2 separate regions of the Rattus norvegicus genome follow, and region 1 is linked to region 2. A link is a contact called in public Hi-C data. All regions are on one chromosome and are shown on one strand. The core of a region is the stretch at or near the end of the contact, and the rest is flanking DNA. Distances in the headings are between cores, read along the strand shown.

Evidence for each region. Hi-C and Micro-C count contacts between places; a contact is called where the count stands out from the background.
Region 1: a contact with region 2 is called in a Hi-C map of hepatocytes, with 3 times the contacts expected there. The contact joins the promoter of G0s2 here to the enhancer-like site in region 2. A contact is called at or near these places in 2 of 12 Hi-C or Micro-C datasets (hepatocytes and kidney).

What each region holds. Positions count from the first base shown.
Region 1 is chr13:107,334,274-107,338,822 of GRCr8, forward strand. G0s2 (G0/G1switch 2) reads right to left here and starts at 1,675. Exons shown (of 2, transcript NM_001009632.1): 1 at 1,609-1,675; 2 at 763-1,424. The coding sequence starts at 1,395. The coding sequence ends at 1,084.
Region 2 is chr13:107,263,165-107,267,733 of GRCr8, forward strand. It overlaps the pseudogene LOC120096391. Among named protein-coding and RNA genes, the nearest start is that of Traf3ip3, 17 kb to the left of the region's middle. Within about 2 kb of position 1,902, at least 3 of the 93 cell types and tissues checked have an H3K27ac peak or open chromatin away from gene starts, as enhancers often do. A contact at or near this core is called in hepatocytes, where this site is marked.

The sequences.
Region 1 (4,549 bases), core at 425-2,924, 71 kb after region 2:
GCTGGGAGGTTGGAGAGTCAAGTTAACATGCTCACACCTGGTTAGAATAGGTGACATTAAAGATCCTCGGGGAGTGGCATCAGGCTATCTTCTTGACTGTGTCAGGGCAGAGAGGGGTTACCCTGGAGAGCTCCATAGTGTTACTAAATCAGCTGTTGACACATGATCAACTCTGACTCCTGGGAGAGGACTGGGGTTTGTGATAATGGTCTTTTCTCCTTCTAAGCTTCTTACTGTGGAGAGTTGTGCCCTTGGGAGAGAGAGCTTGTGTGCCCAACAGACAGCTGAGTTTCTTTTTTTTTTTTTTGCCTCATCCCTTTCTTCCCTTCCTCCCCACTCTTCCTTCTGTCTCTCAATCTCTTTGTTCTTCCAGCCTCCTCCCCCTCTCTCCCCCAGTCTCCCTTCTCCCTCTCTGTCTCCTCTTCTCCTCACTCTAATAGTTAAGCAGAGAGATCAGCCTCAGGAATCTCCAGCACAAAGGGGTAAAAGACAAATCACTTTTTCTTTGTCCTAGAAATCCCCCCTCTCCCTCTCTCCCTCCCCCTCCCCCTCTCCCCCTCTCTCCCACCCCTGTCTCTCATTCTAAGTTAGAAATTGATTTATCTTGTGGTCCAAAAAATGTTAATACCTGTAGCATGCTGAGAGTCTCACTCCCGTGTGAGTAGACCCATACCAGTGGCATTCAAGTAGGGCTGTGAAGTAGGGCTAGCCACAGTTCTGGGTGAGAGGGTCACCTCGCCTCCCAGGAATCAAATAATGAGACAGAATATAAAATGTTTTTATTTCAAAATGCAAAATGATATTCGTTGTAATAATAATAATAATAATAACAACAACAATAAAAATAACAGTATAAAAAGCATGTCTCCTTCCCTAATGCAAAGTGACAGCTCCTTGATCGCTCCCACAGCCTTGGACAAATCACAGTGCATGCTGCACAGCAGCAAGTCAGTCCCAGATCCCTTGGGTGATCTGTGCAGGGTCAGTTCTGGATTCGGTGGCACCTTGAAACAGCATGTGACTCTCTCTCGCCCACCTCAGTCATGATCTCTCTGTGTCTCGCTTCTCTGCCAGTCACCAGCCTTAAGAGGCATGCTGCCGGAGGGACAGGGCCCGGCTGCACAAAGTCGCCTCCTGTGTCTTGCCTTCTGCTATCAGGGCCTGCTTGTGGAGGGACTGCTGCTCACAAGCATCCCGCAGCTCTGCCACTGCCGCCTCCTGGTCGCGCAGACGGCTGGCAGCTGTGAAAGGGCTGCACACAGTCTCCACTAGACCGAGCACCACACCGAAGAACGCTAGCACACTGCCCAGCACGTACAGCTTCACTAGCTTCCCTCGGGACTTCTGCGTCATCATCTCCTTAGCCAGAGGGATCAGCTCCTGCACACTTTCCATCTGAGCTCTGGGCTGTGGGTTGGCTGGGCCTGCAGAGGTAGCAGAGAGAAAGGGGTTGAACTTTCAGGTGGGCTACAGCAGCTGAGAAGGGAACCCTAAGCCCAGAGAGGGGGTTGGCTGCAGACTAGGGGAACTCGAGCCCAGGGGAGAAGGCAGCTGGGGAGGGGATCTGTGATCTCTCGCCTACCCTGGGTTCCCAGACTGGAGGCTCACCTAGGGTGCGTGGGAACAGAGGCAGCACTCGCTGAAGGAGGTCAGGCGTCCAGGCGGCAGACTGGCCTTTGCGTCCTTTTTTCCTCAGCCGTGGCTCTTTGCAGCTGCAGCGTTCAGTGAACAGAGCCCTTATATCTTTTGCCCGGGATCCGCCTCCTAGCTCGTTGGCCTGAGCCCTGACTGCAACCGGCAGGGCGGGTTGAGGGGAGGGGGGGGAAGGGAGGAAGAACGGGAGGGGCGCTGCTGGGGACCAAGGAGGTGGCCACGAGTAGTGCACGCCCCTGCTGTGTGCTCCCTGAGACCCTAGACTGCTGGTGCTGTAAAAGCTGAGAGCCCAAGGCACCACTTCAGCGTGAAGCCAAGGAGGAGATCACCAGGTGATGGTGTGGCATGCTTCCCTGACAGGAACCTTGTCTGTTCCCCTGTTCCCCTGTTTCTCAGGAAGAACCTGAGAAAGATCCTAAAGAGGGAATCTTCGTTCAGAAAAGTCATCTCACCTGTCAGGGAGGGTGTGGGTGGGAGGGAAATCAACAGAGGGATATTTGCAGTGAGTAGGCAAACTAAACTGAAAAACCATCTCCAGAGTAGAATGTTCTTCCAGAGTGCTGCTTTCTTGGTGTGTGTGTGTGTGTGTGTGTGTGTGTGTGTGTGTGTGTGTGTGTGTGTGAGAGAGAGAGAGAGAGACAGAGAGAGAGAGAGAGAGAGAGAGAGAGACAAAGAGACAGAGAGACAGAGACAGAGAGAGAGAGGGAGGGAGAGAGAGAGAGGGAGGGAGAGAGAGACAGAGAGAGAGAGAGAGAGAGGGACAGAGGGAGGGAGAGAGAGGGAGGGAGAGAGAGAGAGAATGAATTAGTCTCTGTAAGGTGCTTCCATAGCTATTTCTATTTAACAGGGAACAGCCATTAAACCCAAAGCATAGGCCTGTAGTCCCAGCAAGAGGCAGGAGGATGGTGAGTCTGAACGTAGCCTGAATAATTTACTGAGACTCTGTGTCAGAAATCAAAATAAAGAGGCTTATAGATGTGGTTCAGTGGTAGAGTGCTTGCCTAGTATGTGTTAGGCTATGTGTGTCATATATATTGGTACACAGCACACATGCACACGCACAAGAGACACACACAAATTGTCCTCTCTTCCATGTTCACTTAAGAGGTGAAGTTGGGGGATCAGCCTTAAGGAAGGCCCATGGTAAAGATTTGTCTATAATGAAAGTATTTCACCCTCTTACAACGATTCCATGCCACCTTGCCCAGGTTTGGGAGAGTGAGCTGTAGATTCCTAGAGTGGGGATTCAGGACAGAGGCCACTCTTGGGAAGCTGGGTTAGATTAGGGTTAACTATGATCCCCTGGGTTGGGGGTGGCTACTGGTGTACCTGAGTTAGCAAAGTAGGGGAAAAGGACAGGCAGGCAGGCCAAAGGGCTTGAAGCAGGGGGTGGGGTGGGGAGGAAGGGGAACCAACTGGCCAGAAAATTGCAAAGGTCACTGATGCAATCTTGCAACAGCCTGCTCAGCCTTCCCTGTTAGAGCCCAGAGCCAGAGGAGAAAGGGTGCCAATCTTAGGGGTCCAAAGTCACTGCCAGACTCAGAAGGTGCTGACCACTGCTTGGTCTGCTACTAGTCCTTCAGGTAAGAGCTTGTCAAAAGTGGGGGTTGGCCAAGGCCAGGAACGGTTCAAATTTCAAGTTCACACTTTAGTTGATACCTAAGTGATCAAGGTAACCACGGGCCAAACGGGGATTATTCTTGGAGGATCCTGACTTGGCTTTATTCTTTTAACCTTGCCGATCCGGAAAGTTCTGTAGGGAGGGTCCAAGCCAAGGCTAACTTCAGTCTTGGCATTGTTCTTAAATCTTCATGATAGTTTTGGAGCTCTCCTAGTAGCTGGCAGCAGTAACCATGCAACTTTCCTAATAACCATGAAGATTCCAGACATGGTGGCTCCTGGGAAAGAGGGTGACATGTGCCCTGATAGGAGGGCACCCACTTGGTTTCCCCTCGGAAGGTGAGTCAGTCCAGTTTCTGACCCAAAACTCCAAAACTGACTGGGCAGCAAGTATTTCCTGTGTTTCTATAACTTAGACCTCCACGTCATAATTTACTTGGGGTTCCTCTTTCCCAGGGTTTCGTGAGATAAACATCTTTGTCCACCTCTAAAGGAACCCGACCTTGACCCCTGACTCCACTAGCTTGCTGTCAGTGGCTAGGCAGCAAATGACAAGGGGTGAGGTCACTGGCGGATTTGGTGGTGCAGGTTGAGGGAGTATGGGTGTTGGGGGTGGGGGAGGAGAAGGTCAGCATGACTCTATCTGCTGGAGAAAGACCCCTTAGCTTTTGGATGGGAGGGGAGGAGGCTGGGATGGGGTGGGATGAGAGGGCTTGGGATGAAACGTGTACCTTGACTAGCCTGAGACTACTTTTAGAAGTTCAAGTCTGGGGGTTGAGGATTTAGCTTAGTGGTAGAGCGCTTGCCTAGCAAGCACAAGGCCCTGGGATAGGTCCTCAGCTCCAGAACAAACAAACAAACAAACAAACAAACAAACAAACAAAAACCCAGAAGTACAGGTCTGTACTGTATTTGGAGCCAACACAGGTCATGGTTATGAAGATCAAACCAAGCCATAAGGTCACCAACCCTCTATTTGACTGAAGGCTGATGAGGACTCCCTGTGTTAAAGCTGAGACAGAGCTGAGCAGAACAGACATCTAACCCCCGTCTGAGTTAATATGTAGTACTCAGGGTGAGTAAACTCTCAAGCTAAGGGGTTTATCTGGTTCATGGTTCCAGAAGTCCAAGGTCAGGGGCCTCATTTGGACTTTCTTTGTGGTAGATTATGGACAAAATAAAAGGTGTCATCTTCCTCTCTCTCCCCTCCTCTCCCTCCTCCTCTTCCTCCCTTCTCTCCTCTCCTCCCCTCTCTCCCTCTTCTTCCTCCCCTCCC
Region 2 (4,569 bases), core at 652-3,151:
TCCACTGCCCTTACGTTTGATCGAGATTTTTCTGTGGAAACATTGCCGTCTTCTGTCCTGTCATGAGGGTCTGTTGTTCCTCTGTCCCACCTGTCCTGGGTGGTAGAGTGGGTGGGCGAGGTTGTGTGACCGATGAGTCAGCATCAGATCCTTTTAGCCACACTGGATCAACAGAGTTCGGGAAGAGCGCTTCTCTTCTCAGCTCCTGAGTGCTAAGGCAGCATTATTTTGTCAGAAATTCCACTTTAGCAGATTTTTGTTTTTTTTAAAAAAAGAGAAAACAGTAAAGATTAAAAAGGAAAATGCAAAATAAAAACAATTTTGATGCCCACTCCCTGGCAATGGGCAAAGAGACACCTTGGTGGTGTTCTTATACCAGTCAGGGGCAGAGTGGATGTGGTACTTTGTTCATCCTAGCCTGATGCCTGGCTTGGTGGTGAAGCTGTTTTATGCGTGGAACACATAAAAATTGAATCAAATTGATTTGAATCAAATCTAGGTAGTGTGGCGTGGGAAGAAGAAGACAGGTAGAGACCTGCATTCCACCATGCTACTCAATGCAGGCAGGGAAAGACATCCACAGACCTGTCCTTCACCCCACATCTCTGTCAGTCCATAGACACACAGAGCCCTACCTACCGCCACACAGCACTGTATGCGGAAGAAGTCAGACAGACAGAGACCTGCAGACCACCATGCCACCCACACACCTGCCCTCCAGTGCAAGGGATAGGTGGGCAGAAGACACCTGCTTGCTACAGTGCCATGCAGTGGGGACAGAGGATGCCACTCAGGGGCCTACCAGCTGCATGACCAGCCTGCAGCAGAAGCCACCACAGTGTGAGTATCTGATGGTCAGATGGGAGAGAGTGAGAGGTGGAACTAGAGACTTGAGGGTGGCCAGGAGTAACCTGCTATGAGCGGCCAGCCCTGCTACCTGGGACCATGATGAGGTCCCAGCATGAGCTGCCTCTGAGAGCCTCCATCTGTGGTTACTCAGCCAGCGTAGCCGGTGTCAGGGGTCTGTGTTGTTACCACTAAAAAGAACATGTAAATCTTGATTGGGGCAGCCACTGGGAAATCATGTGGGTATCCAGGAACTGTGCATGACTGTCCTTGTTCCTCACTGGCGACTGTGCTTTGGAGAGTTGGATCCATTTCTCAGGCTATGCACCTTGCCTGGCCAGGAGAGCAGAGCTGACCCTGATGTTGGGGGCACAGGTGAGCCAGCCCCGAGGGCATGAACATGGGAAAGCTAGTCCCACCACTTTTCTGCCATGAAGTGTCATGGATGTGGGGTGATGACCTCCCATGCCTCTTCCGTCACCACCTGTGGCACTTGGAATAGCTGGCCCTGCTGGGGTCATGAGAGCAGGAGAACTGTCCTTACCTCTTACAGGCTACAGTACTTGGGAGAGCAGGCCTCACCTGAACAGCATAATAGAGCTAACCTTGATGATGAGGGAATGGGTGAGCTGGTCTTGAGGATGTGAGGGAGAGCTGGCCCCATCACTCCTCTACCTCCTTAACCCTCAGCAACCGATGCAGCCAGAAGAGCTGACTCCAGGGTCATAAGAGCAGGAGAGCTGGCCCTGCCCCTCACCAGTGGCATCACTTGGGAGAGCGGGCCCTGGACTTCGTCTGGGCAACACAGTGGAGCTAGCCCTGATGGCAAAAGCACAGGCAAGCCAACCCTGAGGGTGAGTGGGAGAGCTGTCCCAGTGCCTTGCTGGCTTTAGTACTTAGGTGAGTGGACCTTAACTGGGCAAAACAGTGGAGCTGGCCCTGAGGATACAAGGTCAGAAGAACAAGAAGGCAGGGTGACCTAGCAGGAACAGGGCTGGAGAGTTTGTCCTGGTGGTGCGTCTGAGGGAGAACCGGCCAGGCTGACCCAGATCCAGGGTTCCAAGTTGGGCCACTCCAAAATCATTATCATCTCCACAACACAGGGCAACAACAGGATAACGGGGAGGAGACCTGGCCAGGATCCACTATTGATGGTGTGATGGAAGCCAGTGATCTCTATCTGGACCAATATCTCATTGCAACAAACATTTACAAGTGAAGATGTGTGGGCAGAGGAATATACTGTGGGACACATGGTTACATGCTACAGCTTCTGTGATGAGATGTTTTCTATGATGATGGTGATGATGATGGTGTGTGTGTGTGTGTGTGTGTGAAGTGCATGATGTGAAAATCACAAAAGAATCAATAAAAAGATTCCTGTGGTGGAGGAATAACTTTGAACCAAACCAAACCAAACCAAACCAAGCCAAACCAAACCAAACAACAAAATTTTTTCTACAGCAATACCAGTTTTTATCAAAGATAACCAAAGAAAAATCAATATGTTTATAAAATAAATCTAGGGCTGGGGATTTAGCTCAGTGGTAGAGCGCTTACCTAGGAAGCGCAAGGCCCTGGGTTCGGTCCCCAGCTCCTAAAAAAAGAACCAAAAAAAAAAAAATAAAATAAAATAAATCTAGTCTTACCAGGAAACTGTATTTGAGGAGTACCAGGAAACTGTATTTGAGGAGTACTTATTGACTTTTTTTTTTTTTAATGAATCTGATTGTAGATGTTTCCAAGTGAAACTGAAACCAGATGACAAAAGACTTTGAATAGCCTGGAGGAAAATTCTTGATGAAGCTTCAGCAACTACAGGAAACAGTTGTTTTCATGACCTAAAGGTTTTTTCCTTTAAGATATTTATTTTATTTATATGAGGTGCTGTCTTCAGACACACTAGGAGAGGGCATCAGATCCCAATACAGATGGTTGGGAGCCACCATGTGGTTGCTGGGAATTGAACTCAGGACCTCTGGAAGAGCAGTCAGTGCTCTTAACCACTGAGCCATCTTTCCAGCCATGACCTAAAGTTTGTTTGTTTTTTTTTTTTTTTAAGGTAACAGGGATGATTACCACTGTTACCTCAGGGCTGTCAGACTTCCATAAATTTTATGTAAACTTTACCTTGTGATTTACCTAGATATTTATGCCAATAACCTAGGTCACGTCTCACTGTAAAGTAATAGTTGCCCACCAAAACTTTTATTTAAAGTAGATCAACACTTAAAATAAAACCTGTTCTGTCAGACATAGAGAACCAGACTCTGTAGTCTGGTCTTACATCACTGTAGGGATAGTCAACTTTTTGAAGAATATGTTATACTTTGCACTAATCATAGTTTATACATACATTGCTTTCCTGAGACTCATCATCCTCTGCCAACTTCTGTGACTTGCTCAGAAGGCATTTTTTTAAAAACAAAAGTCTCCAAAGTTAAAAGATCAGGTTGTGTGTATATGCAAGGCATGCCTGGGTGGTGCACAGGGATTTGGGGTGGGTGCTGCAGTGGGGTATACACATTACACATTTACTGAGACCCATGGAACATACAACAAAAGGGTGAGTCCAAGTGTGAACTTGGCCTCCGACGGATGTGCTGATGATGCATGAGACTCTTGATAAAAGGGAAGGCTTGGGGTTGGGGCGTATGGGAATGTGGGGTTCTGCTGTGAACCCCAGACTGAGCTAAAGGTAATGCTCATTTACAAAGGCACAGACTTTCTGATGTCCTCATGTCCTTACAGGTCTTACTCAACGGTTACACACTGTGCTCCTTCCTTCCTCTCCTAAATGCTGGAATTACAGGAAGGAGCACAACCACACCACACTCGAGGCAGTTTTAATACATGGGCTTTGGGGAACATCTTCAAAATGTAGCAGCTGTGCTGGGTTGGGTCTGAGATGGTGGCCTAGAGTAGTCAAGCCGAGGAGAACAGTGGCCCAGAAGCTCTAGGGAAAGGTTGGTGGTTAGGTGAGAATTCAGGGTCCTAAGGAGTAGCCATTTGTGAGAAGCAGGTGGGAAACTGTGAGTCACCCCCTCAGGCGCCCTTTCTACCCCATGCACAAGGTCTTTGATGTCTACTTTGTACTCAGAGGAGGGAGCCACAGTTTCCCTACGATGGGCTGAGACCCAGCATGGCCCCCGGGAATGTGCTGACAGCTGGTGTGTGTCGGACATGTTAGGATCCCGAGAGCTGCGTCCTGCTCTGGCTGTATCTCTCTGTGCCTGTGGTTATTATGAAATAAGTCTCAGCTTGTTATGAGTTCAGTATGAAATGCCCCAAAGGCTCGTGCTGACAGCCTGTCCTCAGCTGCTCATGCCTTTTTGGGAAGTGTTGGAATTTTGAGTAGGTGGAATTCCTCGTTGGAGGAAGCAGGTCATTCTGTGTACATGAGACAGGGTCATATGTAGCCCAATCCAAACTTGCTGTATATCCAAGGATGATCTTGAAAATTTGACCCTCTGGCCTCGATTACCCAATGTTGAGGTGATGTGTGCCTAAATTGAAGGGCACCTCTTGTTCCTGGCCTCTTTCATGTGTGGTTTCACAGTGGGTAAGCAACTTCACTCTAACATGCTTGTCTCATAATGCTCCATGTCACCACAGCCCCATATCAAGGGCCTGGTGCTGTGGATATGAACTTCTGAAGCTATGTATCAGAACAGCCTCTCCTACTCTCATTCCTTCAGCTTCTTGTCCTCCAACTCCTCCAAC